2 separate regions of the Bombyx mori genome follow, and region 1 is linked to region 2. Evidence: chromatin contacts called from public Hi-C data. All regions are on one chromosome and are shown on one strand. Each heading gives the region's core, a stretch centred on a gene start, on an enhancer-like site or on the middle of the called end of the contact. The rest is flanking DNA. Distances are from core to core; before and after follow the strand shown. Region 1 holds the start of LOC101742711 (electron transfer flavoprotein beta subunit lysine methyltransferase). Region 2 has its middle 12 kb from the start of A1.

Region 1 (2,700 bases), core at 178-2,677, 300 kb after region 2:
AAATGGGTTATCTTTAACACAAATAATTTTTCAAATCGGACCAATTAATATTTCCTGAGATTAGCGTGTTCAAACAAACAAACTTCAGATTTGTAATATTATGAAGTATAGATAAATACAAGAATTCCAGCAAATACTAAATTTCAATTTCTGATGAACCTTAAGCATATTTTTTATTAAAATTCCATTATACGATGCTCCTACCATAAATTAATTATTTAAATTGTTTATCTAAATTTATTGTCCTGATATTATTGACAGTTCAATATCATGGGTATCTATCTTGCTTGTGCTTCTTTCTGGAATCTTTTTCTTTTTAACTTAAGATTATATTTAGGGGAAAAAGCGGGAAAAAAAGAAACTTTGTTACAAATAAAATAAAATTTTATTCATGTTTATTATGTTTTAACTTTTACAAAAGATTTATTACGAAATTGGTATAAAGATATAATAAATACATTTTTCGTTACATTAAACTATCTTATGAAACAATGAAAAAAACACTTTTACATTTTAAGACAGTAGCAGTTTAGCACCTACATTTTACAAATTGCTCTCTATCAATTTTTAAATTATTTTAATTCAAAACAAACCCCAAAACATTCTCAAGCAGACTTAATGCAACTACCAAACAACAGATGGCGTTGTGCCTAAGCCAAAATGGCGACCTACTTGAAAAATAATATCGCAAAATTTTCTTTTCACAATAATATCCTCATGTTTAATTCACTTCTCGGGCAACTTGATGACGGGCATTTGTGAATAGCCCCAGTCTGATTCGCAGTGGTCGATCAACTGTCTCTCGGCTTCAGATAATGTTGATAAATCTATTTCTTGACTGTCTGTGAATGGATCTGTATACGGATAGTGTACCAGCACGCAACTGAAGTCCATGGGAGAGCAGTAACCAAGCATTCTCCTCAGCTTAGTCTCACAATCGACCTGTGTACAAAGAAACGAATTTGTTAGCTTTTTTATTTTGATTCCTTTTAACTTAATTCCTTGAATCGTTATAAATTCGATTAATAGGTTCTTGTTAGAGAGTCGGAAATTTTAATGACTTTTTTTACTTCGTGGAAACTAAATTGTCATATAAAATTAATAATAACTATGTATAATTCATTTTATGAAGAAGGAAATAAAATGAAACTCACTTTAATAACATGAATATCATTTTCAACGCAAAATGCTTGCAGGAGGACATCTTGCATATGCGTTGCACTATCGCCAGGCGGGGCTTCGGCGGTCAGGCAAAACAATGCACCATTGCAGTTCTTCGATAAGTATTGAATGGCGGGAAGTAAGCCAATAGTTAACCTTTTTTCGACACAGGCTCGCCTTAACACTGTCTTGATACATTGTCCGATAGAGCTGTGGGAAAACAAATACATTAATAAATTATATGTTACCAAAAACTTTAGTCTCTTGCATGTCAAACGGAGATGCTAACCGCCATACTACAAACAAAATATTATTATCAAAAGCATAAGGTACGTCAATTTATAGTCTAATTGGCATGTTTGAAGTTATTAGAACTTTAAAGTTCTTTGATCTAGGTCAAGTGAAATTCTTGTGAAATATTCATTTTAGTTTATGCATATTGAATTTTTCCTGTTGTAGCTGTAAAGTATTAAGATATTTATTTACCTTTTAGCTGCTATGACACTGAAGGTCTCGGCTTTTACTGGAACAACTGCTTCCTTGTACATTTTGGATAGACGAATGCTTCTTAACTCTTGAATTTCACTAATTTCCAAACTCCGCAGTGAAATCCGAATGTGAATTTTCACAGAAAGCACTAACACTTTACATAAAATCCTTCTATTATGTAAACACACTTGAACTTCTCGCAGTAATTCGAACTTGTGACACAATAATTTCACAACTTTGCTAACGAAACTCGCGTTAGTACACTTTGGATGTTCAATGTAGAATGTGGAGAAGTGACGTAGCGTTCCCTTTTATTGGAAAGGCCGCGCATGCGCACGCTAGTATTTGTATGTGTGCGTATCCTCCGATCAGTTTCGTCGGAGTTTCTTCGAAAAACGCTTGTATTTTCGGTTGTGTGAGTCGTTTTAACTAGTGTAAGTCTGTAAGTGTATATACGAGATAATAATAATGATACGTGGCACGTGGTACGTGTGTGTGAGTGGTTTTTTCTGAAATGCGAACGCGTGGCTTGTCGCGACTTGTTTAAGGACCAATTTAGTTGGAGCTACCCCGTTCTTCTTTTTTGAAGTAAATGCGGCCAGAAAAGGGTAGGTACTATCAGAACGGTAGGTCAAGGTATTTTTTGTTATCGTTAAGCGCATTGGAGAATATCGGAATTCCCGCTACATTGGGTTTTTATTTCAACAGAGGAAATATGGTTCATTTGAAAACAAAAATTGGGTTTGATTCTGGTTTAGTTGTTTTTTTATTTGTAATGAAACATTCGTTTTCAATAGGTACAAGGACTTTAGTATATTTATTGTAGAGCCATGACGGCAAGATGAGAAAACTTCTAATGGGCATTTCTTCTAGTGTTACGACAGGATAGAATTTATTTGAAGTTATGGGCAGGTAGTGAAAATGTTTTTTTTTTTTTTAAGAGATTTTATGACCTGGTAACTAAGACCTTTAAGTCATGTCTTATTTTACTTTATATTCTTAATTTTATGAAAAATGATAATATGGAGTGAAATGAAATGAAGATGATTA
Region 2 (2,700 bases), core at 200-2,699:
TGATAACAGAGATTTCTGGATTCACAGGACGAACGCTGTAGTTCTAGATAATATGGATGATTTCAACTCTGATGGTGGGTGGTGCGATGGTACACAGGAGATATAGCGGTCGTCTTGAACAATTACTCAGAGCACTATTCATGCAGCACACGGTACATACACAGGTACACAGAGAGAACCGACACCTCAGAGGTTCCAAATGACCCCAGATGACGGGATTGGCAACAATTCAAACGGTGCTGAGACCTCTTGTGAGTCCGCATGGATAGGTACCACCACCCCACCTATTTCTGCCGTGAAGCAGTAATGCGTTTCGGTTTGAAGGGCGGAGCAGCCATTGTAACTATACTTGAGACCTTAGAACTTATATTTCAAGGTGGGTGGCGCATTTACGTTGTAGATGTCTATGGGCTCCAATAACCACTTAACACCAGGTGGGCTGTGAGCTCGTCCACCCATGTAATCAATAAATAAATAAATAAAACCAGGTCTTCAAATACTCCCAGTATTAGTCACTATTGCCGATTAATTATTCATAAAATCGGGATTATCGCTATTCTCGACCTTTGATATTTGCACACTTACCATAAGGTAATCTGGATAATAATAAGTAATTCAGCTCATCCCACCCTAATAACAGTACAATGAATACAATACTAACAGGTGGTCACAATGAGCACTCGTGAACAACATTTCGCGTACCTACGAGCGCCAGACAAACTGGGAACACAATGGCATTTGCATTATCAAACTAGCGTTTCTCGGTTACCTCGTGTTACGGGCGCATCCTGATTATATTCATTAAAAATATTGTGTATGTAATAAAGCTACAATTAGCACTAAAGGTTTGGAAGGAATAGAAGGAGACGAAGATGTTCCACCGATCTTCTTTAGATAAAACGTATATTACTTATTCTTTGTCAATTTAATTCCTAATGTTAATAATTCCTTAAAATTAAATGAAGAACGCAATTATTCTTAAAATCCCGCAAACAAACAAAAACTCCCGTCAATTTTCTCTCGTCAATGTCTTGATCAAACAAAATAACGATTTAGTATGAAGCTGATTCTCAGCAATAAACGCTCAACTTCATAATTAAAATTGTTCCGACCTTGTTTACTTTGTACACGAAAATAGGGAGATTGAACGTGAAATGAAATTAAAAAAGCAGCGCCATCTGCTATTGAGTAGAAATAATCTTCAAAACTTCCGTTTTTATGTTCTGTAATTTGATACGAATATTTTGGAATTTAATTTCTGTATTTTGGCTTAATATTATGGAATTTAAATTAACTTTATGTGGAAATTACATGTCTGTAATTAAATAAATGTAGAATTTTAAGAAACTACACAAGCGCCATCTATCATTCTATTTGAAATAACCTCAAGTATGAGCAAATAATTTAGCGCATTTAATTTCCTGTAAGTACAATAGATGGCGCTGTAATCAAAATATGTTCTCAAATCGTTTGTTTATTGAAACCACTACGTAAGCAACTTGACTATGCTCTTGGTATTACTGATTGCTAGGAGTGACAGTAACCCCATACATACCGACCGAGAGGGCTAGTGGTCGTGGCGCCGACGACCGCCAGTCCGGCGTCCCGAGGGGGAGGGTGATGGGAGAGATGTGGTCCGCACTAAACACTTCACTTTCCCCCCTATGCCTTTTCATGAGTTCTGTCTCATGTGAGGTTTGGACGTTGGTTGTTGAGCGACAGGAGGTTTTAGTCGGTTCGACTCCGACAAGCTCCGCCCGCCGTCCCCAGTGGAGGGCGGAAGTCCGGCGATTTCCTCCTGACCAAAAAAAAAGCCCCATACATATAAATACATACATATAAACCAGCAGGTGGGTTCTAGGCTGGTCTGAATGCCATTTGTCGATGTGGGCAACTAAGTTATTATTCTAATTTATAATTACTCTCTGACATATTACTATAGTTAAAAATACATTTAAATTAAAGAAAACAGTATCAATTCATAAAAAAATGCAAAATCTTACCTATTTCCTTTCCCAAAATTGTATAATAGCCGTAATTGAACGCCGCATATATTTTCACAGTGACTGCACTAGCTAAGGAAGTTCTGTATACTTAATGCGAGCTTTTTAACGTTCTCGATAGCGTACAAGTTAACACAATTTGTATGGGGTTGGAACGTTTGCCTACGTTTACCGCTAGGGGCGCTGTTCCAACTGCATACAAATTTGAGTAACTTTTACGCTATCGAGAACGTTAAAAACTCGCACTACGCACACTGGTAGAAATTTAAATATTAAAAGCTGTGCATCGCGTGGTCTAATATTTTACCGCTGATTGAATTTTACCCAGAATGTTTGCACTAACGCATGACAATTACTAAATTTGAACGTTTAAAAGTTAATTTTATTAAGAACTAGTTTTACATTTTTCATATATTCAAATAAAGAAATGTAAAATAATTATTAAAATATAGTATTATTGAAATTTGAACGATTTTTTCGAAGATGGAGACCGTCAAAATTACTTATTAAAAGTACATATATACAAAATTAGTAAAATATCTTTGGTCTAAGTTAATCATTTTTATTGTTTGTAAAACAATTTATCGAAATCATTAATTACTTCACAGACAAGAAACAGTCAAGCCGTGCCGACATTTGTATCCTGCCGAACGAAGCACACAAGCTGATTTTAATCAAGACTTCAAACCGTGAAATT

What was found. A called contact is a pair of places that touch in the nucleus more often than the background predicts.
Region 1: a Hi-C map of posterior silk gland shows a contact between it and region 2, with 3 times the contacts expected there. The contact joins the promoter of LOC101742711 here to the enhancer-like site in region 2. A contact is called at or near these places in 2 of 7 Hi-C or Micro-C datasets (middle silk gland and posterior silk gland).

What each region holds. Positions count from the first base shown.
Region 1 is chr28:418,613-421,312 of ASM3026992v2, forward strand. LOC101742711 (electron transfer flavoprotein beta subunit lysine methyltransferase) reads left to right here and starts at 1,428. Exons shown (of 5, transcript XM_062676776.1): 1 at 1,428-1,490. The coding sequence starts at 1,443. It overlaps LOC101742570 (growth arrest and DNA damage-inducible protein GADD45 alpha), which reads right to left and starts at 2,177. Exons shown (of 3, transcript XM_004933468.5): 1 at 1,648-2,177; 2 at 1,155-1,371; 3 at 363-942. The coding sequence starts at 1,709. The coding sequence ends at 727.
Region 2 is chr28:117,107-119,806 of ASM3026992v2, forward strand. No RefSeq gene overlaps it. Among protein-coding and RNA genes, the nearest start is that of A1, 12 kb to the left of the region's middle. Within about 2 kb of position 1,450, at least 2 of the 8 cell types and tissues checked have open chromatin away from gene starts, as enhancers often do.